Linked DNA regions of Mus musculus: all the other regions are linked to region 3. A link is a contact called in public Hi-C, HiChIP or PLAC-seq, capture Hi-C and promoter capture Hi-C data. All regions are on one chromosome and are shown on one strand. The core of a region is the stretch at or near the end of the contact, and the rest is flanking DNA. Distances in the headings are between cores, read along the strand shown.

Region 1 (3,718 bases), core at 123-2,622, 1.7 Mb after region 3:
GGTCTGAAAGCTAGTGAAAAGAGGGGGTGGGGGTCCTTTTTAAAGCTGAGGCTGTTAGGAAGGTTAAAGATAAGTGAGCTTACAACTAGCTGTCAGAACAAAGCAAACAGTAAAAAGACCACATGACCAGTTGCTCCACCAGATACAAGACAGCTAGACAGCCCCGGGGCTGGACTTTTGTACCTTTGTACTCTATGCCTGGAGAAGAGAGTGGTGAAGCCGTCTGGTGCTTCGTGACAATACTTACACAGCACTCTGACTTTAAGAAGTGCTTTGACAACTCCCATCTTGGTTAATTTTTTTTTTTCAACAAAATGGACCTAGGTAGCAAGAGCCTGTTGTCTGATAGACAAACTGTGTCTTTCTCTAGGTCACAAACAAGGACAAACCTCAGGCTGGACCTTATTCGTGCCTTCCCTGCAGACCTGTGTTCCGTACTAACATAGCTCTCTTCAAACAAACATGCATTCTTGGTAAATTACCTACTTTGTCTCCACTTTTTTTATTTTAACCTCTCGGATTGGAATGTCTTTAATGTCCCAGTGAGCAGGAGTTTGAAAATTGGAACCAACTAGACAGATAAAAGCCTAGTACACCCCGGCATAGTCTTACAAGAAGTGGATGCTCACAGTCAGCTATTGGATGGATCACAGGGCCCCCAATGGAGGAGCTAGAGAAAGTATCCAAGGAGCTAAAGAGATCTACAACCCTGTCGGTGGAACAACATTATGAACTAACCAGTACCCCGGAGCTCTTGACTCTAGCTGCAAATGTATCAAAAGATGACCTAGTCGGCCATCACTGGAAAGAGAGGCCCATTGGACATGCAAACTGTATATGCCCCAATACAGGGGAACGCCAGGGCCAAAAAAAAAATGAGAATGGGTGGGTAGGGAAGTGGGGGGGAAGGGTATGGGGGACTTTTGGGATAGCATTGGAAATGTAATTGAGGAAAATATGTAATAAAATATTTTAAAAAATAAAAATAAAAAAAATGGAAAAAAAAAAAAGCCTAGTAGACTCATCACACTTCCCAAGGCTACTTCTTCCTGTACCTGCAGGAGGTGCACTGCTCTCTTTGAACTTACAGCCTGTTCTTGAGGACTTCTAGATACTGCCTTCTTTGGGGGAACCCGATGGGTGGAGAGGAGGGAAGTCTCCCGCAACTACCAATATTTTCCTCTAGGAGGAGCCCTGCCGCCCAATTGAGAGCGACACGCACCAACTCGCAACTCCTCGCCAGAAAGCTTCATCCCAGCCCTGCGGACTGAGTAGCGGGGGCGGCGTTCAGCCTCCCCGCAGCGGCCCCGGAGCTAGCTGCCCTCAGCTCCCGCTGCCCTTCCCCTAGGCAGCCTGGATCCCCGAGGCGGCGGCGGGTCCCTCGCAGAGCCGAACGCCAGCCGCCTTTTCCCACCCCTCCCCTCTCTTCCTCTCCCCTCCCCTCCCCTCCTCCCTTCCCGTTTCACCCCGCCCCCTTCCTCCTCCCCAAGCCTGACAACCCACGAGCTGCCAAGCAGGGCGCAGCCATGGGAAGAGGAGGCGGTCTAGGGAGCGGCGGCACTGGCAGAGGCGGCTGCTACAGCGGCGGTGGCGGCGACGGCTGTTACTGAACCCCGGCAGCCGCGGGGATCCCGGGCTGGGTCCACGCGGGCCTGAGGCCTCGGCTCCAGCAGCCCCCAAGCGGACACGAACCCGCGTTCTGTCTCCCGAGGCGAAACTCCGAGGTACTGGAGGGGAGTTCTTATTTCCCTCACATTGTGCCAGGAGACCTGGGAGTAGACCCGGGCATGCCAACTGCTTGTGAAAAATTGGGGTCACTTTTATGTATTTGCCCCGATAATTTTATTTTATTTTATTTTATTTTATTTTATTTTATTTTATTTTATTTTATTTTATTTTATTTTGATGAGTTTAGAGTGGGTTGTATTCCCTTCTCAAAAGTTGTTTTCTGCTGATGGGTTGGTGTAACCCGATCCTCCGTGTCCTGGAGAAGTGTGTGTGTGTGTGTGTGTGTGTGTGTGTGTGTGTGTGTGCGCGCGCGCGCCTGTGTGTGTGTGTGTGTGTGTAAGTTGTTCTTGGTGCTGAGTGAAGCTGAAAGTTGATGTGGGCGACAAGGAATGGGGGGCAGCAAGCGAACTGTCCCAGCCTGGAGCCTGCTCCAACCAGGTTGTGAGATGCAAGGAGAGGTTTCTTCCTAAGACTGTTTTCTTGGTCTTAAAAGTTTCGCGAGTGTGTTTGTCACCATCAGCCTGCTAACCTGGAGCAAGGACTGTGGAAGCTGCTGCTGCTGTCTGAAGCGAGCTCCTGGTTGGGTGTGATGGCCTGAGGGACTCCGGAGGGTGGGTTGTGAAGCACGCGACCCCCGCAGCGCTCTGCCTTTGCGCAGTCTGTGCAGGCTGCAGCTGCAAGCTGGAAGCAGAGGAGCTGGAGTCAGAGTCACCGACGCCAGAGCCTCCATGAACTGGGGTGAGTGGAAATTGTGGCAAGCCAAACTGTCCCGGCGCTGGACACACTCGTGGTTATGAAATCAACCAGGCTCAAAGTTCTGATAGAACTGCAGAGTCTTGAGAGCTGAGCGGGTGAGTCGGGTCACGTCTGGAGAGAGAGAGGGAGAGAGCTGGCTGCAAGCAGTGGTTGTAACATGGGACTATCCGCTTGTGGGTGCGTGGGGAAATCTATTTCTGGGCAAGGACTTTATATATAGCACCGGGGAGTACGTCTGCTGGGACCAGGGTGCAGGTTTCCGTGGTGAGCTCTGATGTGTGTGCTGAAGAGGTGTGCAGTATGTATGTGTGCTGTATGTTTGCACGCGTGTGTGGGAGCGCATTGGGAGGTGTGTTGGCTTCCTGAATCAGGGTGTTGAGTGGGAGAAAGAAACCATAGAGATGCTGCCTGCTGTTTGTATCTCCAGGAGGTCTTGGCCTGACAGAGAAAGGTAGTGGGAAGGCAGAGAGTTGAGAAGACACAGCTGTTCCTGAATAGGAATAAATTTCCTGGACTTTAAAATACCTAACTTAACTTGCCTTGGAAGGTCTGAGGACTGGAAATGGGGGTTTCTGGAGTTCTCAGGAAAGCTGAGTGGGAGGGCATTTAAATGTCTAGGAGAGGTATGCATGTGTGGTTACAGAATTTGAGAGACCAGAGCAGATTTACTGTGGATCTGTCTGTCTCCCGGGTGCTGCTGTTTGTGTCCGGGTGGGGATAAGAGGTCTCAGTGAGGGTGTTTCCTCCTCAACTCCCCGGATGTAGCTGAGACAGTGCTTACCTCTTCCTACAGAAATTGGATCTGTGGTAGCAACTAGAACTATGTAGCTGTTTTCTACATAGATCACAAGAGGTATCACCTTATTCTTGATGTGGCAGCTACTGAAATATATTCACAGATTGAAATGTTACATAGAAATTAAGTAAAATAACAGAAACAAAGTATCAGAGATTATACATTGTTTATATATTATATATGTACAATAAACTATATATTATATATGTATTATATACAATATGTATATTTTAAATGTGCACACGTATATTGTATATGTATATATTATACATATATAATATGCATACATATAACATATATGCTGGGCACACATATACATATGTATGTGCTTATGACTGTATACAAGTATGTATGTATATTCTGTAGCTGGGACATTATTTTTCCTTTTGAGAAAAGCAAAGCCCTGTTCTGAGATTAGATGCCAAGAGGTCTCCAGCC
Region 2 (3,687 bases), core at 102-2,601, 1.5 Mb before region 3:
AGATGGGTCCCCCAAATCCCACATCCACCAAATAACTTTATACGACGGTCACTACATACAGGGTGGGTGGGGGAACCAAATTCATGTCGTATATACAATGTTTACGACTGTTCTTGTCTTGTTTTAACGTCCTAAGGTGTTTCACGGATCTCAAAAAGTGATTCCGTAACAGCAGAACTAGTTAAGTTACACTCCACTCCAGCGCTGTGGAGTCGGACCGTCCGGAATCTGTAGACCCAACTCCTGTTTAAGGAGGCAGAGAACGGACTGATGCTTCGGCGAGATACTGGGAGATGAAACACCAGCCCGGGGGCCGGTGACCGAAGCAAGAAAATACCGATCGTTCGCCGGGTGCGGTTCTTAAAAACAAAACACACGCGGGGCTCGCCCTGCTGGGAAAGGTGTAAACAAACCCAGCTCTCCTCCACTGCAGCCACAAGGTACACAATGAAGCGGCGGCCGAGTGAGGGGGCGGGCGGTCTCCAGCCAACTACAGCCCCAGCGGGCCCGGGAGACGGGAAGCGAGCAGCAGGGAGCTGCGGCGTGAACCAGACACTTAGCAGTCATCACGGGCTCTCCGGGTTCTCAAAAAGCTGCGGGGACCCCCCCCACCCCACCCAAGAGGATCCCACGGGCAGGGAAGAGCAGTCCCGCAGTGAGCAAGAAGCCGGCAGGGTCCAGCATCTGCTCTTGGGGGGAACGGGGAGGGCAGGATGTGGTCGCTCTTCCCACAAACATCCTCCAGCAACCTAAATAACAACCTCTACCTTGCTCCCCCACCCACCCCGTCCAAGGCCGCCCCCGGGATCCGGAGGTGGGGGGACCCGGGAGCGGACGGAGGGGGGACACACACGCGACCGAGCCGGCCGGGGAGCTCCGCAGCCGCCCGAGGCCCCGGAGCGGGCTCAGCCCCCCGGGCAACCCGGGCCACCCGGGCGCGGGGCAGGGGGATGGGCGCGGGCTCGGCCCCTCGCTGCCCCGCGCGGCTCGCCTGCCAGCCCGCCCGCCCGGCTGCCCGCGCCTCCCCGGCGGCCGCGGCGGCCCGCGTTACCTCGGGTCAGATCGAGCGGGACGTTCTCCTCGCCGCTGTCATTCCGCCCTGTGCGAGACAAGACACACAACCCCAGTTAGAATCCATCGCAGGCCGGCGGCGCCCGACGCCCCGCTCGTCTTCCCCGTCCAACCTCACCCCACCCCATCCCCAGGCCCGGAGCAAAGCCGAGCGCCGCGACCCGTGACCCGCACCGGGTGAGGCGAGCGAGGGCGGCGAGCGGGCTTACCTCGTATTCGGAGGTTCTTCAGAGAGCGGCCGCGGCCGATCGCCGCCATATTGACGGGTTTCAGTCACAACACCGGAAACCTCGCCCGATCGCGCGAGAACCCCCTTCCCCTCCCCGCGCGCCGTTCCCGCCCCCTCCGCCCCCCTCCCGCGGCAGCGCCCCCGCCCCTCGGCACGGAGGCTCGCCCGCGGGCGCCGAGCAACGCGCCGCCGCCTGTGCCGACCCGCATTGGGCGGTGGGATGCGACCCCCGGCGGGGGGACACGGGCAGGGCGTCGGGGCGCAGGCGTGGTGGGAGGCGCAGTTCCCACGGGGGGGGGGGGCGCCCATTGATGTGGCCCGGGACTCTGGGCGCGCGCGCGGCGGAGGTCGGGATGCGGGCGGGCCACCTGCTGGCCCGCCCCGCCGCACTCCCCGCGTGGCTTTAAAGCCCGTTTCCTTACTCATCGGCTAAAATTGTTACCATTATTTTTATTATTATTATTAAAAGAGAGGGTGGGGTCCGGGAAAAAGGCGCGCGGCGCACAGTTAGGAATGTCGCTTTGATCCTTTTCCCAGAACCGCGGCGCCCCGAGTGAACACGTAACAAAGTTTGTTTTCCACCCACGCTCTGACCATTGAGCTAAGCGGCTTCGCGCTTGATCACAGGCAAAGCCGCTCGCCGCCGCCGCCGAGAGCTGGGCGGCAGGGCGGAGGTTTGCTTTCGGTCCGCCGGGCATCCGACGTGCAAGGAGTGCAGAAAGCGGGCGTGCAGGGCGCTCGCCCGAGCGCGGGACTCTTTCCCCGGCGCGCGCCAGCGCCTGGAGGCCCGGGACAGGGTTTCCTCTCCCGGAGCCCGGGGAGGAGGCTGGGCGCCTCGTCCTGGCTTTCTGTTACTCCTACATCACTGGCTGATGCCGATGTCGAGGATCGATGTTTTTAATGCGGACTAGTCACAAGGATTAGTTTACGGGTTTCTAGAAGCGGGTTAGTACGCACTCATTTGGCCCTTAACCCAGCAACTCTCTTAAGCTAGATTACTTTAATGAGAGGATATTTTGTCTCCTCCTATTCCTCACCTCTCTCTTCCAGACTTAAAAGTCCAAAGTGGAGATCTTGCCTTAACCACTTAGTTTTTAGTACAGACGTCAAAAACGAGTATCTGTTAGTGTAAACCTTCAGCTCCTTTTGTTCTAATAATGTTCTAAATAATAATAATGTTCTCACTAAAAAAAAAAAAAAAAAAGCAAACCAAAACCTCTCTAAAATCAAAAAGAAAAATAAAAAAATATTAGAAAGACTCTCCGTGTTAATAATAGTGAGCAATTGTAGACTTGAAAGCCCAAAGGTAGAAATTATGCAAATGTAATTTAAAATGACTTTGTTGATCCAGTATATTAACAGAGTGGTATTAAGTAAGCAATTACAGATTTCCTTTACTCATAAATGCTTGAAATACATATAAAATTCAAATGGTTCATTATAAAATACTTTTACAAGCATTATATAAGGAAAAAAATCCAAGATGTGTATCTGAATGTAAACTACTATTCCCCTTTCAATTGTGGGATCATGCCTGCATATTTTCTTCTTGCTTGGTCACCTACAACCAATAGTTGTGGTTGGACTTTTAACCAATAGTCGATCTATGACAGTTGTAGAAGCAACAAAAGTTTTTAAAAGAAAAATAAAGAAACACCAGGAAAATAAACTTGAATTGCTGCTCTCTTGGGGTACTACCCCATATCTCAGGATGAAGTCTGCATTCTGGCATCTGCTGCCCTGTTGCACTTAGCTTTAAGGATCTAACACAATTACAGTGCTTTAAAGAAATATTCCCTGACACTATCAGCACAAGCCTTGATAAACAACAAAATTGCTTCCTTTTTATATAGCTTCCAAGTCTCTATGGAAGTTATTTATTCTATTTCCTGCCTTAGATGAAGACCACAAAGCTGGAGGTCTGGCCAGAACATGAAAAAGTTTATCTTTCATCCCTCCACACATCACAATCACTAAAAACAAAATAAATTAGTAGAAATCTGTCCATAAAATGCTAGCAGATTGTCAAATGGTCCTTCTGGTGCTAATGTCCATCCTCGCCTGTTTTAAGTCATTTCCTAGCCTGATGTAAGTTCCTTTAAGTTCCAGGCTTTCTTTAAAGTGAGTACAATTGACTGACTTTAAGTTAGTAGAGGAACTTGCGAGTCTTTCATCTTCATAACTGTGTGTCCTTATTTGAAGACCACTATTTATTTATTCCATCTCTTCCAGGAGGGGGAAAACACACATCATTTTCAATCTAGCCATCATTGTTTGTTTTCTTCCGTTTCTATTTCAGGGAATTGGGTTCTCCACATTTGCTCTTAAAGTGGGTGGCTTTCTGACCAAAAGAACAAAAGACACTCATCTAGGGATGAGGACTTTAG
Region 3 (4,232 bases), core at 1,410-3,909:
TGGTAGACCAAGCGCTAGGTGTGGTGGCACATGCCTTTAATCCCAGCACTCGGGAGGCAGAGGCAGGCGTATTTCTGAGTTCAAGGCCAGCCTGGTCTGCAAAGTGAGTTCCAGGACATCCAGGGCTATACAGAGAAACCCTGTCTCGAAAAAACAAAAACAGACAAAAAAAAGAAGATATAGATGAGCTTCACTGCATTTTGTTTCAGCTTCGTAAACTGGATTCTTATTTTCTGTTAGCTTAAAGCTATCGTGAAGAAAGTCTAAAAGATTAGCAAGCAAATGTCTCAGTCAATAACACATCCAATAATAGACACTGATTTTTCCCAATAGTATACTTTAAGATACTTAATAATCGTGCTTTTTAGGTGTGTTTTTAATAAGGTCTCATAATACAGCCCAGACTAGCCTTGAACTCAGTCTTCCTATCTCAGCCTTTCAAATGTTGTGAATACAGGTCTGTACCGCTATGCCCACCTTAATATACTCTCTGTCATGAAAAATTAATACCAACAATTTTTAATTAGAAATTTCTCTGAAATGTCATAACTGTTCACAATTCATCCTTACTCTCTTTGCAAACCCTCTCTTACCTCCAAGATCTCTGCTTGTCTCCCTCTCCCTCCTTTCTTCCGTTCCAACCAATCCCTTTCCAAATTTTGTGAGCCTGGGCTTGCTTTATATCTAGTTTATCCAAGGCCATCTGTGTGGACTGAAACTATTTCCTGTAGCCTGAACTACACCAGTATTAATTTTTTGCATTTCAGGAACTTAAAGAGGAAAGAAACTGGGAAGGAGTTTGTTAGCAGGCTATGAGGAATGTCGTCTCATGTTTTTCTGACAACCAGCTAACATGAGTACCAATCATACAGTGTGGCCGGTGAGGAATGGGGGTGCAAGGTAGTTTCCGTCCTTATTTTTCTGGTGTTGATTTGTGTTCTGTGCTGACACCATTCTAGAGATTACTCTCCAAAGGACATGCAGACACCAAAACGACATCAATGGTGACAGCAGACTCAAAAACTGAACATCACCACTGACTTTTTTTTTTATCAGCTAAGAATGCTTTCCCTTCTGATGTTCCTGATGAAAAGGCTTGCACACGAAATGTATTTTGATACCCACATGTTCCCTTATACAAGTAAACACAATTCTGAGTACTTCTCTAGGCTGAAGTTAGTTGAAATCGTAAAATCTTGGTTCTCTCACTACTCGTTTGTTTCTGAGGCTTGCTGAAGAATCATAAATTCTTGGCAGATTTAAAAAAAAAAAAGATTTATTTATGTGAGTACACTGTAGCTATCTTCAGACACACCAGAAGAGGGCATCAGATCTTATTACAGATGGTTGTGAGCCACCATGTGGTTGCTGAGAATTGAACTCAGGACCTCTGGAAGAGCAGTCAGTGCTCTTAACTGCCGAGCCATCTCTCCAGCCCCCATAAATAACAGTAGAGGCATACCTACTTGTTTCACACAAGATTCAAGCCACCTAGTTACCCGGTTAGATGCTAAGCATGGAGTGAGGTTTTTGTAAGAAGTTGAATTGTTCAGAAAACCATACTACAGTCTCATTGTGTAGTTTTTAAAGGATCTGGTGACAGGGTTTTAATTGCCCCCTGGTGTTTTCCGATCTTAAATTCTGTTTTTTAGGAGAATAGTTGATAATTAAGAAATGATTGTTCCTCATCAAAGAAGAAGCCGAACAAACTATAAACCAAAGAATAGGGAAAGGCAAATAGACCTTTTCCGAGTTAACAAAGAGGCAACGCCTGGAAATTCGTTAATTTGCTTGAATTTCAAACCCCTCTCATCCCGCAGGTGAAGATGGCTAGCAGAAACTGAACAGGAAAGCACTTGTTTCAGCCTTCCTGAGGAAGAATGCTCTCTCTCTACAGTTAAACAGTCCCCCTCAACTAAATCTCAGGTGTGCCTGTGGGCCACAGGTCTCCAAAGAAAGCCCTAAACTCTGCCATCTAAGTGAGAAGTTGCAGTTCCGTGTTGCTCGCCTTCCTCCCCGCCTCCGCTTTGGTGCCCTATTGAGCGCAGCTAGGGCACTGCCAAGTAACTCCTTTTATGGTGAGAGGATGGATTCTTAGTCGCCTCCCCGCCCAAGCCTGGTACCTACTCACCGTGCCTCTGCCAAGTCCCACCCGGAGCTCTCGGGCGTACACACCCACGGACAACCACACACCCACTTTTCCTCTCCGCTCTGTGGCTCCCGGGTAGAGCCCTAAAGCAATTGTCCCGACATCTCAAGACCCACATGTTTGATCTGTGGGTGGAAGATGCGAGAATTTAACCACTCTAACCCGCAGAGCAATGTAGACCAGACACAGGTCCCAGCATCATTCCCGCTAAATGCCCAGCTTGGGAGTGGCGAAGCTCGAGCTGGCGTTTCCTGGGGACTCGATCTGGGGGGTTTCGGTACCTTCGAGGGAGGGAAGGCACTGAAGCTGCACCCGCAGCCGGGTGGCACCCCCGCAGGTCCCTCCAGACCTCCGCAGCTCTCCGCCCCGCCCTCCATCACCGGGCTCCTAGGCGGTGCTAGAGGAGGTCTCGCCCCGCCCCCTTTCCAGATCAGCCAATGGAAGCCCGGGCCGCGCTATGACTGTCTCCGCCCCCTCCGGGGAAACTTGCGGGAGGAGAAAAGTTTGTTCAGAGGCTGGAGACGCCGAGAGCGAAGCTCGAAACCCGGCAGCGGGAGAGGAAGATGAACGGCCTCAGGTCAGAGCCCCAGGCCCAGTGGACCCCGTGCCGCCCCCAGAGCCCAAGGAGCGGCCTCAGCGGCAGCCGCCTTCTCCGGTAGCTGTCCGTTCAGCCCGCTGCTGGGGAGGAGGGAGCCCGGACCTACGCTCTGTTCCACCTGCACGCGTGGCGGCGACACACCTGGACGCTGACCTCCCGCACTAGACCTGCGCGGGCCCTGCAAAGCTGAGACTCGCCTTTGAAAGGAGGAGGCGTTAGTAAATCAAACAAGAAACCCCAGACTGGTCTTCACCGACCCATCCCGCTAGCCTCTCTGGCTTTCCAAGCTTTTTTGAAAGCAAGATACTCTGACCTCAGTTCCGGAAAGTTGGCAGCCACCGAGCCCCGGTTCCGAGACAGCAAAAGCTTGACAAGTTCCGCACTGCGTGGGAAGAGACTGATGGCTGAGGTTGGAGGTAGGTCCTGAACATCTGAGGCCTGAGCCTTGGGCACACCGGGCTCCTAACCCCACCCTACAGGTAAGTCGGGATGGAGGTCTTTGCGTGTTCAGGCGCTCTTCCGGGAAACCAAAGAACAGAATGTCCCATAGTGTCCCAAAATGTCCATAACTTCTTTCGATGAGCATTTTATCCATTCTGTGGGGAATATCACTAGGGAGTCACTTTTCCCTTGAGAAGGGTCTTGCTCATCTCGGCGAGGGAATGAGCTGATTATGGAGCGGTGGGGGTGGGGATAGGCGGGAAATAAATATATTAATGTCAGCAGAGCGGTGCTCTTGACAGAACGGATCCAGACCTTGGGAATTTAAGTAGTCACAGTTAATGAGTAGCTACCGATGAGGAAGTTGGATCTGGGTGCTCTCCTTATCTCTGCGACACAGCATTTTGGCCATGGGTCGAACACCTTGCAAGTGGTAAATGGCTCGTTTCTCTTTCTCTCTAGGTACCATTCCTAGATCGAACCGTGAGCTCCAACGCTGTGTGTTACTAACCACCACCATCATGTCCATCCCCGGAGTCAACGCGTCCTTCTCCTCCACTCCGGAGAGGCTGAACAGCCCGGTGACCATTCCCGCAGTGATGTTCATCTTCGGGGTGGTGGGCAACCTGGTGGCCATCGTAGTATTGTGCAAGTCGCGCAAGGAGCAGAAAGAGACGACCTTTTACACTCTAGTATGTGGGCTGGCTGTCACTGACCTTCTGGGCACCTTGTTGGTAAGCCCGGTGACCATCGCCACATACATGAAGGGCCAGTGGCCCGGAGACCAGGCACTGTGTGACTATAGCACCTTCATCCTACTTTTCTTCGGTCTGTCGGGTCTCAGCATCATCTGTGCCATGAGCATCGAGCGCTACCTGGCCATCAACCACGCCTACTTCTACAGCCACTACGTGGACAAGCGGCTGGCCGGCCTCACACTCTTCGCCATCTATGCATCTAACGTGCTGTTCTGCGCGCTGCCCAACATGGGCCTGGGCAGATCCGAGCGGCAGTACCCGGGCACCTGGTGCTTCATCGACTGGA
Region 4 (4,026 bases), core at 895-3,394, 1.9 Mb before region 3:
TGAGGACGCAACTTTGGGGCCCTGGGAATAACTGAAACCCACTTAAAAGCCTCAAAAAGAAAAGTGCTTTACAACAACCTCACAGCAAGATATCAGAAGACTATACCTGTGAAGAAAGAGAACCTTAAGTAAAATATGGCTTATCCTTAAAGGAGTTCTCAGATGTTGTGTCAGAGGGAGAGGGAGGTGGCTCCCTCGGGGGATGGAGGGATGGGGGTGGGAAGAACACTGGAGACTGTCTGGACTTAGGACTTCATGGGGAGGCAAAGAGCTGGTACAGAACAGGGCATGCGACTATCCCAGCCAGCAGAAAGACAAAAAAGAGCAAAATGCTACCAAGCATTGGGCTACATTCGGAGAGAGAAAAGAGCCAGAAAGCTGGTGCTTACTGATGCTAAGGGAGTGGTAGGAGAGAGATGTGCCCTTTACTCTGAACTACGTAACCAGTGGATTTTCTCTAATGTGAAGAGGTGCCCCACAAATTAATATGGTAACGTCTTCACACCATCACTACACTATTCCTAACACAGTCCCCCCAAAAATGAGTCTTCCGTAGCAAAAGTTTTTAAAACTCAGGAAATAATTCATTTGGTTTTAAAAGCACAGTCCTCGGTCCTCATTCCCCAGAGGAGACTCCAAGTCTCCACTCACTGGAGCAGAGCAGCCTGTGATCTCACCTCTCACAAGGCAAACACACCTCAGCTCAACTCTGGCCTGAGAGCAAACAGCAGCTCCGGCCTCCTTGACAATACGCCTCCTATTGAAACTGAGCTTAAGGTTCCTCATGGATGCCTCCAAATGAACACAGTTTCCACCTGGTTGGAAGAAGGAAAGTCAGGGAGAGAAAGAAAAGAGCACAGTCCAGTGTTTTTTAAAAGCACAGGCTATGCTGAGATTTGCTTCCCTCTGCCAGTCTCACCCGAGGAGCCTCTGCTCCTAGTGGAGTATGACTTCAGATCTGTGTCAAGATAATCCTGCAAGGGGAGGGGACGGCATCAGTTGCAATAAACAAATGCTTTAGTTTTTCACTGGGGGCGGTGCTTTAAATATAACGTGGGCACCGCTTTTGAACTCCTGACTAACGTAAAGTCAGGTCAACTCTAAGCAAATATTATTTGCTGGGTTAAATATGCAAGGGAAGGCATTGGATGGCAAAGTTTAAACTGAAAGTTCTGCTGAAAAACCCACTTTAAAGAAACAAAGTAAACGCAAAGAATGCATGTAACTGTCAGTCAGTAACAGCGCACGTGTCCTTTCAGTATCTGACTGCATTAAACACAGCTACAGAAAGGGACCCAAAGATAACCCTAGTGTAAACGAAAGATTCGTGTGTCTTGGCAGCTGAAGTGGGGGCTAGAATCACATAACTCAAGCTCCTGTGTAAGTTCACAACACTTGCTGTGCAGTTTTCTGTGCGTCTGGGTCCACGATCTCAGCTTTGTGCTTTAGACAACACATCCGGAAAGCCATCCATTAGGAAGCCTAACTTTGCTTGCCTACACTTTAACTTGGGAGTTTAATAAGTTTAGCGCCTTCGGACACAAGCACCTAGAACTACAGACAGGTCAGTCAAATGCACCATCAAAACAGAAAGGACGAGGAACTACTTTTCTGAAGCGCTGAGGTTTAGGGGCAGGAAACCATCTGGCAGGTCGCAGCTCCGAATGGGGAATTAAAGGTCCTGCCCATCCCCCTGGTAACCTCTGGCCTTGGAACTCAGTGCCCTTCGCGCCGCACAAGTTTCCCGCGGTGTAGCCCGCGTGGGCGCGGGCTGCAGGGTTGACCCCTCGGCTGGCACGGACGGCGTGAGCCCGAGTGGCGTTGCCCCAGAGCCGGGGACGCGCCCCCCGCACGCGCTCCGGGCTGCCGCGCCGCGCCCCCGCACTCACCAGCCGCTCCCGCGCCGCTATCTTGCCATCCCAGTCGGCCGCCGCCCCGGGGCAGCCCGGACCCTGCAGCACAGGACTGCAGTCCTGAAGGAGCAGTCCGGTGGTAGCAGCCGCCGTCCTGGCGCCCCTGTCCCCTTGCAGGCCGGCTCTAGCGGCCACCGACGACCGGCCGCCGCTGCCTTCTCCCAACCCCGCGAGCCACCGCAGCGCCAGGCGACGATAACGGCCGCGGCCACTGCCGAGACGCTCCGGCGCAGACTGCGCGCCCGGAGGCGGCGCCTGCGAGGAGCTCGGCGGGGGGCGCAGCACCCAGGCCCCGCCCAGGCCCCGCCCCGCGCGCCCCCGCAGCCTTCTCCGCCGTCCCTGCCGCGCGCACGGGGACGCGGGCCCGCGGGCCCGCGAGGCCGCGCGTGAGTCGGAGCCTCTGGGTCGCGCGCGGGCCCGGCGCCCAGGGAGGTGCCTCTGCCGAGACTCCGGTCGCGCGGCCAGCCTTGCAAGGTCACCGAGCGGCGGGCGAGAGCGCAGCGGCCCTGCGGGTGCAAAGCCTCCGGAAAGGCCAGCGGAGCCCAGGCGGCCCTGCGGGAAGCAGCGCGGCTCCCAAACCGCTGTCATTGCACTTTGCAAGCCGTGCGCGGAGGAGGAAACTCGTGTCGCCCCGAAAAGGCACACGGACGCCAATTACTGCGGGTTTTTTTTTTTTTCCTTTCTTTCTTTCTGATTTTGTGCATTACCTAAACTGCCCCCAAGCCGGGGCGCTGCCACTCAGTTCCCCTACTTTCTTGGTGAGGGGACCTCTCAGCTCCTGAGGGCCTGCGGGGGCAACTGAGAACATCCTGGAGCCATCTAGTCGTGCCTCTGAGGCGTGTTGGGCTTATTTGTGCAGAGAAGAAACGGATCCCTTAATGGGGTGAGATTTTTCCTCCGTGCATTGTTCCCATTTCCGCAGTTTCACTTGGCCTCGGTGTTCCTTCCAGAGTAATGCACCAAATGAAATTGGTAGGAGTGTTTTATGGCGCAGAGTCGTGGTTTGAAGATGTTTACGCTCTGTGCCGGACGCGTTTGATGGTGTTCTCTTTAGCACAATTAATTTTGCAAAGTTCAGAAATGTGCCAGACGGAGCCACTGGCACGCAGTCACATGGCTGTGCAGACACACCTTCCATAGGGAGCCGCTTGTTTGTTTTCAGATGTGATTTATCTGGTGCGCCAGGGCCAAGGAGTTTGTGAGGGACCTTTGACTGAAATTCTAGACTTTAGAATCTACAGCAATTTGCAAATCGGCAGGATGAAGCTTATTTTCTAAAATAAATATCCCCCGTTAATAATGTAACTCCAAAATGGGCAACAAGACACCTGAAAATATACTGCATGAAAAAATAAATTCTTAATAACATCTTTCAAAATAAAGTCACTAAGAGTATCCTAGTGACCAACTCCACTAAAGTGCATATTTTGAACATGAAGTGCCTCCTGCTGTCCATGACTGTTTCTGGACTGTGCTGAACCCGCCCCCATTTAAGTTGGACCATATTGCTTTTCCTTTATCCCCATTCTTTCCCACAACTTGAGAGACTTGGTATTCATATTGCAGTATTCTGTCTTTTCTATTAGACACAGCACCTATGGCTCACAGAGCTTTTAGGAGCTAACAAAAGTATTTTCATTTGTTTTCAGGTCAGAAGAAAAAAATAGATTCAAGTGTTTTAATGTAGAATAATATTGCTATCTTTGTACCTAAGGTAAACAAAATAAGAATGTTTAATGTTTAATAACTAAAGAGACTCATACATATCTAGAGTTCATGAAAAGCATGGCACAGCCTCGTTGTCCAGGACCTAGCATCCTTTTGCATGGAAAAAAATAGATAAGTAAACCTCAGACAAGACAACCACATGATTTTCACCTTGCATAGAACGCTGGCCCCTGTGGCCTTGCTCTCTTGATATGAATTTACTATTTAATCCTTATAACACACCTGTGAACTGAGTTCTGTTCCCACATGTAGGAACAGATACAAATTTCGTGGGGCCTGAAGTTTGTGCAGTTTGGGTGGCCCTCTTAAAAGAGCAAACAAAACAAAACAAATGAGAATATCCAACACGGTCCAGAACCACTCAGCACCTGGGGGAACAAAGAGG
Region 5 (3,795 bases), core at 512-3,011, 2.0 Mb before region 3:
GCTTGGTAGCTAGGCATCCTTCCTGTGCTGTGATTGGCTTGGTAGCTAGGCATCCTTCCTGTGCAGTGATTGGCTTGGTAGCTAGGCATCCTTCCTGTGCAGTGCACATCTGCTCAGTGGGCAGTCTGGGGAAGCTTACAATATGTAGAGTCAGATATGTTGATGAATAACTATGATCTCAATACTTGGGAAGTAGAAATGGGACAGTGGGGGGTTTGCAGGCCAGTCTCCGCTACACTGTAAGTTTGAGACCATGTATATGGTGCATATAAAATAATCTAGGGACAGTATGAAGAGATGGCTCTCTGCAGGTCCTGAAATTATGGAGTCTGGACTGGAAAGTTAAGTCATGAAGAAACTAACCGATTTGCCCCACCTAAATGATGGTGGGATTTTTGTCTGCCAACCTCTATTTGAACTCCCTTGTGCATGTCCTGTTCCTTCAAGTAAGAGAGCCAACGGCTGCAGAAAACAATGAAGCCCACCCTTGTTTCACCTGGTTCTAATACAATGAAAATGTTTCAGTCACAGGAACACAGACTGCCACACTCAGGTGTGGCTCCCTACAGTTACACATAGGTCACCTGACTGCAGGACCTGGGCATTCCTGACATGTTAGTTACATGTTTATCACCTTGGGTTCATGTCGCCACAGGGCTGCGCTCCCAGAGGAGACCTCAGGAAGTTAACTTGTCAACCTCCTGAGTAAGATTCACCAAATCCCACAATTTTGGCATGGTAGCATTATTTATGTATGCCCTACTGTGTCCTGTGTTCGTCAACTGTCTCTATAGTCTTGCAGGGAAAGCGTCTTGCCCGTATTTGAGAGAATTAGGCAAATCATCTTAGGTCATGGAGCTGGTAAAGTTGACAAGACTGAGGATCTGGGCAGGTCTGTAGAATGTGAATATCCATGCTCTGCCAACCATGTTATTTGGCTCAGCCAAGCCACATGCAGTGAGTTAACTAACCCCTCAGCTCTGCTTCTGCTTCATGGTCATTCCCCACACCTATTTACACTCTGTGTGTGTGTGTGTGTGTGTGTGTGTGTGTGTGTGTGTGTGTGCGTGCGTGTGTGTGCGTGTGTGTGTGTGTGCGCGCGCGCGCGTGTGTGTGTGTGTGTGTGTGTGTGTGTGTGTGTGCGTGTGTGTGTGTGTGTGTGTGTGTGCGCGTGTGTGTGTGTGTGTGTGTGTGTGTGTGTGTGTGTGTGCGCGCGCGCGCGCACGTGCCATAGTGCACAGGTGGAGATTAGAGGAATAACTTATGGGAGCCAGTTCTGTCCTTCCACCATGAGGGTCTTGGGGCTTGAACCCTGGCTGCCATGATTCCTGGAAAGCATCCTTAGCCTCTAAACAATCACTCAGCCCAGGTTCATTCTTTTCTGTAAAAAGCATTTGGCTCGCACATAAAGAATTCTCCAAATCCCTATCTTCAGGCTATTTTTTCATAGGAGACACTTGCTGTAGGAATATGTGCTATAAAACGGTATAGATTTTAGGGTCTGGTGGCAGCCTTGTCCCTTGGTTTGCCAAGATCTCACAGCTTCTATCCTCGGTTCAGTGCTGTGGCTGTGTTGTTTCTGTGGGTCTCTGTTAGGAAATGAACGAGCTGTAGAACTTTCTCTGGGAAAACTAAATGCTTTCTATTCTCAACAGCCTTCCTCTCCCCCCCCTGCCCCCCACAGTGTGTACACACCTCTCTTCCCACAATGAGGACAAAGCTGCCCCTGTGGGCCCCTCTCTCTGGATGTTTGAGCACATGGTCTGATTGTGTTATCCAGGGAAGGTTAGGCAATTGGCCCCCTGCCCAGGTTGGAGTAGTCACTCACTAAATATTTGCTGGATTGAATCAAATTAAAATCATGGAATGAGCTGTGAGTGCCTGGAGAGGGCTATTTCTCCTGGGAAGCACACCCATGACTTCTGAGTCCTTGAGGATGTCAAAGTATCTGGGAATTGAGATGGACAAGGTAGGTCTGATATTAAAGGGGGGGTAGAGAATACATGAAACTCAATTTTATATCTCACCTCTGTGATTTCAAGCAAATTCTCTTCATCTCTAGAGTTCAGCTTACTCTACAATACTGGGTTCCTTCCTTCCTTCCTTCCTTCCTTCCTTCCTTCCTTCCTTCCTTCCTTCCTTCCTTCCCTCCTCCCTCCCTCTCCCCTCCCCCTCCCCTCCTCTCTCTCTCTCTCTCTCTCTCTCTCTCTCTCTCTCTCTCTCTCTCTCTCTCTCTCTCTCTTTCTTAACATGAAAGTGCTTAGTACTTTCCCAGGAGTTCTGTAATAAATTATCATGAAATTTATAACATTAAAAAAAAAAATCAATGTTTGGCCAAGTGTGGTGGTGCACGCCTTTAATCCTAGCACTTGGGGGGATTGTGGCAGGTGAGCCTCTGTGAGTTCGAGGCCAGCCTGATCTACAAAGTGAGATCCAGGACAGCCAGGGCTGTTACACAGAGAAACCCTGTCTCAAACAAAAAAAAACCAACAAAACATATAAACACCCTACAAGCCCCCACCCCAAAATCAATGTTTGTACAGTTCTGGAGACTAGAAATACAAAATTCAATATGTCACCAGAACTGCTTCCTTGGCAGGACCAAGGGGGTTCTGTTGGTGTTTCTGGCGCTGAGTGGCAGTCTTCCTGTTTCTAGCTAATAGATGGATACATAGTTTCAGTCTTTGCTTTCATCATCACAGATCATTTCCCCCCATGTGTCTCTGTGTTCAGATTTTTTCCATACAATGGTATCGGTCATACTGATGGAATGTCCCTCTAACCCACTGTGGCTTCGTCTTAACTAACTACACCAGACCCTCTTTCCAAACACGGCCATATTCCAAGGTTCATGGTGGGCAGGAATCTCAGAGAAATGCTGTGCAAAGTGGTGCAGATGATAAGGTCTTCTCATTGATTCCAGTGCTGTAGCTACAATGCTTCCATACGTGTGCCTGGATCACCTTGGCGGCCTTACACTGTGAAGTGAGGCCATCACAAAAAGGCACCTGCCCTGTGATTCTACTTAATTGGGTATCTGGAGTAGTCGAAGCTAACGAGTAGAACAGTGGTGTTCAGGGCTTGGGGGAGAGTGGGGCTAGAACTATGCAGTATCTATTTTGCAAGATGGAAGTATCCTAAATGTTAGTGACATATGGATATTCTTAATAGTCCTGAAAGGTACACATAAAATGACTTAGATGGTAAAGTATAATGCTTACCCTACCACATCTGCAAATGTAAAATGCCATTCATTCGTGTACTAAGCTGGAAAGTGACCACCTTCTGTGCCAGCCTGGTTACCTGGGTTAAGGACATTACACCCTGGGTGATCTTGGACAGCGACAGCCTTTGCAAATGGGCAGCCCCCTGCATCTTTGTGTTTCATCGTTTCTTTCCGGGTTTGTCCCTAACACCTTTAGCTACAACCTGGGCAGTGGCGTGGCTTCCATCATGGTGAACGGTTCCTTCAGCGATGGCCGGTGGCACCGAGTCAAGGCTGTCAGGTGAGCATCTACAGAAAGGGAGACGGAGCCAGGTACAAGGAAACAGATGTGTGTCCAGCTTTCTTTCAGCCTTACTGCCCTCGAACTCGCCTTTTTCCTGGCAGTCTCATATTGCCACCAAAGCCCACACCCTTGACTGATCAGTGGGCAGAAAATGAACCCCTACATTAGCTCTGAATGGAAGCAGATGTATGCTGAGCACACACACACACACACTGCCACCGTATATCCATCTTCCCCACCCTTTCCCTTGGCCCTCTTTGTCCCCTTAGACAATCTTACTTCTACT
Region 6 (3,755 bases), core at 382-2,881, 1.3 Mb before region 3:
TAAACCAGGCACTCTTGGGTTGAAACCTGGACATCAGGACTTGTTTAAATCTCCCAGGTAAGTCCAAAGCTTTTGGATAAGTTTTCACCATGTGCTACAGGATGGCTTATTCTTACTTCACCATTCCCTCTATACCCCAAACTGAATGAAACTTATATGGTAATCAGAAATTTAGCAATCACTTGTTAAACATTTAGCCAGTGAGATAAGCACTGTCATTTCAGTCCTTTGACTTCCATTTGAGCCTGTGCTTATCTCTAAATGCAGGCCGAGGTCCGTTTCTGTTGCTACTGAAGTTTTAAGACACTTTAACTAAGACAGGAAAGGCAAAGGGTTGTATTTTCCGATTCTAAAAATTCAATATGTTTCTATTTTTATTTTTTGGAACATGGGGAGATACGTGAAGCATTGTAGCTTGCAATGATGGGAAACACAGGGAAACACTTCCTGTGAAGTTAGTTAGATCCACCAGACTCTGAGCGACATGATAAGACAGGAAACATATGAAGACACTAGAGATGTGCGCCAGTGTCATGGGATCATCTTCAAGAGACAAAGTTGCATTTTCAAATGATAAAGTTGTGTTTCAGCCTCAGCTCTAAAAATGTCCCTCCTTCTAGCAGGGAGGAGTCGCTTAGGGAATGCAAAGTGTCGATAATTCATCAAACCGTGCTCCCTTTCCGATTTGCATTGCAGGAAATATTTTTTTGCTTAGGCAAAAGAGAAATGAGCCTGAGGTTCCAGCGGTCGCTATAGTAACCACATGGAAATGGTGAGGCCTAGGTATACTGGGCTGTGAAAAGAAACTAACTGAATGTCAAAAAAAAAAAATCAATTTACAAGTGGAGGAAGAAGCAGTGACAACATTTAAGTAATACCAGTGATCATGTTTTCAAAACACTCTTAACGTTTCACCAATTATATCATCAAAGGAGCATGGTGCTCAACACTAATAGTGTGGAAGATCTGAGAGGGGAGAGCTAAGGATGGCGGGCGTCACCTCTTCTTGGACGCCTCCTCAGTTACTCACTCCCCTCCCTTTCTCCGGGTCTCGCTACCATGCCCCAGATGACGCTTCCTCAGTGTATTTCTTTTATGGCTTTCCAATGACGTCACACGGGTTGGCTTAGGCTGCTCACCAGATTCTCACCTCCTTCAGTAAGAATTAATCTTCACACTCCGCCCTACCCCCAACCCCAGATCATAAATTCATTTTTTAAAAAGACCTGTTTGGGCTCATAGGTTCTTTTTGAATCTGATTAAGATAGCATATGGCTTTGAATGCGAATACTGCGTGCGCATGCCACCCCACAAAGGCCATGGTGGGAGGAGATTGCTCAGCTAAAACAGAACCGCTGCTGCTGCTTGATGCCAAATCAAAATCAGGCTTGGTTAGAGACCTGACTCCCCACTCCCACCCCCACCCCACCAGCACGGTCAGCTAAAAAAGCCTTATTTTATAAACTTGTGCCTTTTGATTCACATGCATTCGGACTGTGCCAGCAAAAGGCAACTCAGACTCCGGAAGCAGATTCGTAAGAGTTCAAGGATATCCTAAGGCTACTGCTTGGTCAGATATGGAACAGGCAGGAAGAGGGAAAGCCAGAAGAGGTGTGGTTAAGGAAGTTGGGTACCGGAGAGTGGGTACTTCCTTAATTAGACCAATTCTCTTCTACTTTTTCTTTTAAAAACATGAGCCTGTTTGTTCGTTTGTTTTGTTTTTGTTGTTGTTTTTGCCCTCTTAATTTTTTAGGAAAGCAAATTGTAGTTTAGAACATAAAGAATCTGGGAACTGGAGACATAGCTGAGCAGGTAAATGTGACTGTTGATTTTTCAGAGGACCCTGAGATTGTTTTCCAGCACCCAAGGAGGGTGACTTACAACACCTATAACTAGGTCTCCAGGAGAACCTGGAGCTTTTGACCCCCACAGCCACTTACATTCATGTGAATATGCTCACATGTGCACACACATATGTTTATAATTCAAAATAATAAAAATAAAGTTGTTCAGGGGTGGAAGAGATGGCTCAGCAGTGAAGGGCAATTGTTGCTTTTGCAGAGGACTTGGGGCTAGCCTCCACACGGCTACTTTTGCAGAGGACTTCGGGCTAGCCTCCACATGGCTACTTTTGCAGAGGACTTCGGGCTAGCCTCCACATGGCTACTTTTGCAGAGGACTTCGGGCTAGCCTCCACATGGCTACTTTTGCAGAGGGCTTCGGGCTAGCCTCCACATGGCTACTTTTGCAGAGGACTTCGGGCTAGCCTCCACATGGCTACTTTTGCAGAGGACTTCGGGCTAGCCTCCACATGGCTACTTTTGCAGAGGACTTGGGCCTCCACATGGCTACTCACAACCATCTGTAGCTCCAGTTGCAGGGGATCTCGTACCCTCTCTGATCTCCGAGGGTATCAGCAGGCATGTGGTATGCGGACAAACACTTATGTGCATAAAATTTTTTAAAAAGTCTTTAAAAATGTTTTAAAACATCAAGGATCTGGAAGAAAGGATTTTCTTGGCTTTCAGTGACAAATGAGCTCACCCTTTGGTCAAAGAAGGGTTCTTAATATGTTTCAATTGGAAGAGAAAGTTATGTTTAAACTCCAGAAGGGCAAGGAATGGCTATTCCTCCTGAGTGAACCCAGGTGACTGTTTGCTGTATATACTATAACCATGCTATAGCAGGAGTGAGGAAAAGCAGCCCAGATCTAAGCAGTCTTTCATCATCCCAACTAACATGGAGAGCAAAACGACAAAGGCCACAGCTTAGCCTTGAATCCCGTAGTCTCTGGTTTGCTGTTGGGCTTCTCATTCATGTCTTACCCTTTCCTTGGTACTTGGGGACTTGAATCTCTGTGGGTCTGTTGTGTACTTTGTTTCTTACTTCTTGGGTCCGTGCCTATTCTCAAATACACAATATAAGAGTAATCTCTCTGTCACCCTTTGTATCCTTTACCCCGCTGAAGAAATGAACTGATTTGCACACCTTGCAAGGTAGCAAGGGCTCTGTCTTTGCTGACTGGAAAGTGATGATTTCTACTTCAGTGGGCAGAAGAGAGAAAAGGTCCCACGTGAAGAAGAGTGGATCTTTGCATTGTTCTCTTCTGTCCACCTTCCTCTTCCTCTGTTCCCTCTACCGTTCTTCCTCTCCCCCTTTTTTCTCCATCCTAGTGTCTTTTCTTCCTTAGTTTCTTTGCCAACAGGAAGGATCATCGACAGGAGTTAGAAAATAAACAGCCATGCCTTATGATATTACAGAGAATATAAGAGGGGAATATGTTTATTTTCTTAATCTTCTGTTAAAATTCAGAAGTAGCAATCATTTTATTTCAATATAATAAAGGAGTAAGATAGCATTTTGTTTCAACATACTAAAATAGCAAAAACTCCAGATTTGACTCTCCTCCTTCAGATGTTTCCTCTCTTGTCCCATATACACTCTCTGAATCTTAGGCTAACCCCATTTCTCCATTTGTACTCAGTGTGGGAGCCACCAGGCAGGAAGCCTCTCCGCATACACAATCATTCAACCTGCTGTTAACTCACCCATACATAGGTAGAACCTGCTGATAGTCTTCCTGGTGGTCAGGAGGGGAAGGTTTCTATAATTAATTATGTGGTGCATTTTGGAAGGCAGCCATGCTTACCTCTATACCACCAGGGTGCTCTATTTAAAAATGTTTTATTATTTTATGTGTATGACTGTTTTGCCTGCATGCATGACCATGGATCATGTGTGGTCAGTGCCCTCAG
Region 7 (3,676 bases), core at 235-2,734, 1.4 Mb before region 3:
CAGGGGACAGATCAGTTTACTTCAAATGCTGTGTCCCTTGTGTCAGAGCTCACCCTGCCCCCACCCCCACAGTTGTATGTTCACACTTGTCTTAGGAGAATCTTAAGTTGTTTCAACATCTTTCCTAAGAACAGTCACATAGGGAGATATGCTGCCGCTTCTGATATTGGCGCCATTCTCATAGGCAAATCTAGAGTTTTAACTCAACTAAATATCTCAGAACCCACAGCTCCCATCACCACAGCTAGTCTTCACCTGATGCCAGTTATCACGAGGGGCATAACATTAGATACACCAGTCTTCACCATGGTAAACAGTATTTGCTTCTCAGAACAATCCCAAATTATGGGGAAGGAAACACAGATTGTATGCAACGTTAGAGTTTTTCAGAAATGAGGCTTGCTGTTAAAGTTAAAAGTAAAACTAAGAGGAGCAACACAGCTTCCTGATTTTCTATTTCAAGATGTCTCTCCTGTTATAGTCTTTCTGTTTGCCTTCTCAAGCCCATTTTAACCTAGGTTGCTGAAGGAACAACACATGGGTGAAACCAGGAACAGGTTTCACCTCAAGAGGCAGGCATCGGATCTGAAAGGCAAGAGGCTCCCCTAATTCCAAAGTATCTATCTGCACATATGTACATAGCACTTCTGACTTGAAAGATAGAGTCTACCTCTAAACCTTTGGTCCAGACAATAGAGGAATGTAGCTATTTGATGGCTACTGTAATTTCCAGGCAGTCTGGATGCATACTTACACTTTTCAGCCCATTTTGAATTTAGCAACATTACACCAGGCCCTGAAGGCCGAGGCTCGACACCTGCCTAGTCTTCTGTGGGCTGTGGCTAACCTAGCTAAGTTGTTGCTACATGTTTACTATGTGCTCGGCTCACGCAGGGAGGCTTCTCTTTCCTTAGGGGAACTCACAAGCCTAGGAGGTCTGTAGCCTACCATCTTCTCAAGAACAGAGAGTTAGTTCAGAGAGACTCCTTGGTGGAAGTCTAACTCAACTTGCTCCTTTTGAAAATGAGAAGGTGATTGAAGAAGTTACTTGGTCCAATATCTTCTGAAATTGATATGATTCGGCCCAGAATGGAATCTCTCTTGATGTTAAACCCAATTGCATTTTCCAGTTTGACTGCAGTAGGCTGATTAGATCCTGTCTGGCTGATCATTTTCAATTACAGATTGTAATATTATACATATTACGGATCGCTATAGAATTAGGGCATCCTTTAGGAAGAAACTTTTAATTTTCCGCCCAGCGAGTTTACAAACTTTACACTTGCTTGACTTCATGTTTTGAATGTGAACTGTGATATTTGATAGAATTCAATTTCGAACTTCAAATCTGGAATATTCTTCAGTGTGAGCTTGGTGATCTTGAGCTTGGCAGAGCGTGTGCACACGCCTTACCACATCAAGTGATCAGCAACCCTGCAGAGTTCTCAGAGACTGCAACAATGGCCACTTCCTACTTTACTCTGTGACATATTTCTGAAAAGTCGTTCTTAGCTTCCCCATCTCAAGCACACTCGAGATTAACAACAGAGAATACAAGCTCCTTTTACTTCCTTTTACGTTTCCACTCTGATCAGTCAGAGGGCTCTCCTAGCAAATGCAAGTCACTTGTCCCTGCTGAACTTGAACTGTAACCATTATCCACCAGTCTGTTTTTTCTCACCTGTTACTAACCCTAGGGTTAGTTCTGAGGGAGACTGGTCCCACTGAGGTAATTTTTAGAGAGGGAGACAAAAACAAAATAATCAAACTAACAAACAAAGAAACTGAACCAAAATAGAAACATTCTATAAGAATTGTGATTGGGAAATCCCTGCAGACTGTCCTCTCACTCTGATCCTTCTAGGTCTCAGTTCAGTCACGGTTTTGGTTTTCTGAGATGAGGTCTCCTATATTCTAGGTATTCTGGATTTGCGTTGTAGCCCAGGCTAGCACTGACCCCACAAGACCTGCCTGCTTTAGGCTTCCATAGGTATGCACCACCACACTGGATCCCTCAGTTGTGTCTTTATAATAAAAAGACAATCTTAGCTTATCCTGGGGCTTTCCAAATATGTTTTACTTATAGAACTTTTTTTTTTTTGCACAAAATCTTTCAAAAACTTGTTTTACTTTTGTGTGTGGGTGTTTTGACTGCATGTACGTATGCACACTGCATGCATGTCAGATGCCTGTGGAAGTCAGGAGAGGCCATAGACTCCTCGGGAACTGCAGTTACTATTGGTTAGGAGCCACCAGGTTTCCTAAGAATCAAACCTAGATCCTCTGCAATAGCACGTGCTCTAAATTGTTGAGCTCTGTCTTTAGCCCCTTCTGCAAAAATCCTAATTCTGAGATAAGGACTAATGTTGAGTGTATATTACATGTCTTACAGCATCTTAATAACTTATAGAGATGGGGTTTTTAAAGGAGCAGGTATTGCAATATAAACCTAGACTCCACCCAAAGGCCTGGGGTGTAGTCTGAGTGCTGCTTTTGACTCAGTCATTGGTTGGATAAATCACATGATCTTCCAGCCTTGGTATTTGCTGCAAAGTAGAGAGAATCAGAATCGTCTGTGGCACAAAAGAACTCACTTGAGATGCACTCACAGGTAAGTGGATATAGCCCAGAAACCTAGAATACCCAAGATACAACTTCCAAAACACAAGAAAATCAAGAAGGAAGTCCAATGTGTGGATACTTCATTCCTTCTTAGAACAGGGAACAAAATACCCATGGAAGGAGTTACAGAGAAAAAGTTTGGAGCTGAGACAAAAGGATGGACCATCTAGAGAGTGCCTACCCGGGGATCCATCCCATAATCAGCCACCAAATGCAGACACTATTGCATATGCCAACAAGATTTTGCTGAAAGGACCTAATATAGCTGTCTCTTGTGAGGCTATGCCAGAGCCTGGCAAATATAGAAGTGGATGCTTACAGTAATCTATTGGATGGAACAAAGGGCCCCCAATGGAGGAGCTAGAGAAAGTACCCAAGGAGTTGAAGGGGTCTGCAACCCTATAGGTGGAACAACAATATGAACTAACCAGTAACCCCAGAGCTCGTGTCTCTAGCTGCATATATAGTAGAAGATGGCCCAGTCGGCCATCATTGGGAAGAGAGGCCACTTGGTCTTGCAAACTTTATATGCCTCAATACAGGGGAACGCCAGGGCCAAGAAATGAGAATGGGTGAGTAGGGGAGCAGGGCAGTGGGGAGGGTATAGGGGACTTTCGGGATATCATTTGAAATGTAAATGAAGAAAATACCTAATTAAAAAATTGAAAAAAAAATTAACTGCAACCAAAAAAAAAAAAAAAAAAAAAAAAGGATAGCCTGTGGTATAGTGTGGATAGCCTGTGGTATAGTGTGGGTGTGGGTGGTGCAGAAGACAAAGATTGGTTGTGGACTCTCCAGATACAGTGGAAGTAGTGAGCGATGGTTTTACCTGTACCGACATAAAGATAGGCAGGAAGCGTGGCCATTGTATGTCTTGTAAAAAGTTCACTTTTAAAGCTTAAAAAATTATATATCATCTTGGAAAGATACCACTAGCAGTATTAAAATAGTTTTCCCTTAAATTTCTTATCTCATTTATTACATTTTGTTTTCGAGACAGGGCCTAACACAATAGCCCTGTCTGGGTAGAAAATCACTCTGGGACCAGGCTGGC

What was found. Promoter capture Hi-C pulls out the DNA fragments that hold promoters and counts their contacts. Hi-C and Micro-C count contacts between places; a contact is called where the count stands out from the background. HiChIP or PLAC-seq counts read pairs in DNA pulled down with a chosen protein or histone mark. Capture Hi-C pulls out chosen DNA fragments and counts their contacts.
Region 1: a contact with region 3 is called in an H3K27ac HiChIP or PLAC-seq map of extraembryonic endoderm stem cells, with 12 times the contacts expected there. The contact joins the promoter of Ghr here to the promoter of Ptger4 in region 3. A contact is called at or near these places in 1 of 39 promoter capture datasets (hippocampal neurons) and 3 of 115 datasets of contacts at active chromatin or transcription factors (extraembryonic endoderm stem cells, microglia and stem cell-derived neural progenitor cells).
Region 2: a contact with region 3 is called in a Hi-C map of CD8 T cells, with 9 times the contacts expected there. The contact joins the promoter of Rictor here to the promoter of Ptger4 in region 3. A contact is called at or near these places in 17 of 39 promoter capture datasets (the 3T3-L1 cell line, 3T3-L1-derived adipocytes, the HPC-7 cell line and 13 more), 13 of 484 Hi-C or Micro-C datasets (CD4 T cells, CD8 T cells, LSK cells and 8 more), 15 of 115 datasets of contacts at active chromatin or transcription factors (DN3 thymocytes, the SCID.adh cell line, T-cell acute lymphoblastic leukemia and 12 more) and 4 of 9 other capture datasets (adipose tissue, embryonic stem cells, liver and 1 more).
Region 4: a capture Hi-C map of embryonic stem cells shows a contact between it and region 3, with 4 times the contacts expected there. The contact joins the promoter of Lifr here to the promoter of Ptger4 in region 3. A contact is called at or near these places in 1 of 39 promoter capture datasets (hippocampal neurons) and 1 of 9 other capture datasets (embryonic stem cells).
Region 5: a contact with region 3 is called in a FOXA1 HiChIP or PLAC-seq map of pancreatic cancer cells. The contact joins the enhancer-like site here to the promoter of Ptger4 in region 3. A contact is called at or near these places in 3 of 39 promoter capture datasets (embryonic stem cells, hippocampal neurons and liver), 1 of 484 Hi-C or Micro-C datasets (cortical neurons) and 1 of 115 datasets of contacts at active chromatin or transcription factors (pancreatic cancer cells).
Region 6: a contact with region 3 is called in a promoter capture Hi-C map of hematopoietic stem and progenitor cells, with 5 times the contacts expected there. The contact joins the enhancer-like site here to the promoter of Ptger4 in region 3. A contact is called at or near these places in 5 of 39 promoter capture datasets (embryonic stem cells, hematopoietic stem and progenitor cells, hippocampal neurons and 1 more), 2 of 115 datasets of contacts at active chromatin or transcription factors (embryonic forebrain and memory CD8 T cells) and 1 of 9 other capture datasets (embryonic stem cells).
Region 7: a contact with region 3 is called in an H3K27ac HiChIP or PLAC-seq map of bone marrow-derived dendritic cells, with 4 times the contacts expected there. The contact joins the enhancer-like site here to the promoter of Ptger4 in region 3. A contact is called at or near these places in 3 of 39 promoter capture datasets (cranial neural crest, hippocampal neurons and liver), 1 of 484 Hi-C or Micro-C datasets (CD4 T cells) and 10 of 115 datasets of contacts at active chromatin or transcription factors (T-cell acute lymphoblastic leukemia, astrocytes, bone marrow-derived dendritic cells and 7 more).

The regions. Positions count from the first base shown.
Region 1 is chr15:3,581,006-3,584,723 of GRCm38.p6, reverse strand. It overlaps Ghr (growth hormone receptor), which reads left to right and starts at 1,372. Exons shown (of 11, transcript NM_010284.3): 1 at 1,372-1,724. RefSeq lists a cis regulatory region at 1,182-1,316 and promoters at 1,452-1,636, 163-1,636.
Region 2 is chr15:6,706,045-6,709,731 of GRCm38.p6, reverse strand. It overlaps Rictor (RPTOR independent companion of MTOR, complex 2), which reads right to left and starts at 1,351. Exons shown (of 38, transcript NM_030168.3): 1 at 1,281-1,351; 2 at 1,052-1,099. The coding sequence starts at 1,329.
Region 3 is chr15:5,242,614-5,246,845 of GRCm38.p6, reverse strand. It overlaps Ptger4 (prostaglandin E receptor 4 (subtype EP4)), which reads left to right and starts at 2,659. Exons shown (of 3, transcript NM_008965.2): 1 at 2,659-3,163; 2 at 3,651-4,232. The coding sequence starts at 3,148.
Region 4 is chr15:7,127,690-7,131,715 of GRCm38.p6, reverse strand. Lifr (LIF receptor alpha) reads right to left here and starts at 2,144. Exons shown (of 20, transcript NM_001358593.1): 1 at 1,890-2,144.
Region 5 is chr15:7,211,842-7,215,636 of GRCm38.p6, reverse strand. It overlaps Egflam (EGF-like, fibronectin type III and laminin G domains), which reads left to right. Exons shown (of 22, transcript NM_178748.6): 20 at 3,423-3,506. Among named protein-coding and RNA genes, the nearest start is that of Lifr, 84 kb to the right of the region's middle. Within about 2 kb of position 1,761, at least 28 of the 459 cell types and tissues checked have an H3K27ac peak or open chromatin away from gene starts, as enhancers often do. A contact at or near this core is called in pancreatic cancer cells, where this site is marked.
Region 6 is chr15:6,517,442-6,521,196 of GRCm38.p6, reverse strand. No RefSeq gene overlaps it. Among named protein-coding and RNA genes, the nearest start is that of Fyb, 61 kb to the left of the region's middle. Within about 2 kb of position 1,631, at least 21 of the 459 cell types and tissues checked have an H3K27ac peak or open chromatin away from gene starts, as enhancers often do. A contact at or near this core is called in hematopoietic stem and progenitor cells, where this site is marked.
Region 7 is chr15:6,599,354-6,603,029 of GRCm38.p6, reverse strand. All of the region lies in intron 1 of Fyb (FYN binding protein), which reads right to left. Among named protein-coding and RNA genes, the nearest start is that of Fyb, 21 kb to the right of the region's middle. Within about 2 kb of position 1,484, at least 93 of the 459 cell types and tissues checked have an H3K27ac peak or open chromatin away from gene starts, as enhancers often do. A contact at or near this core is called in T-cell acute lymphoblastic leukemia, bone marrow-derived dendritic cells, double positive thymocytes and 2 more, where this site is marked.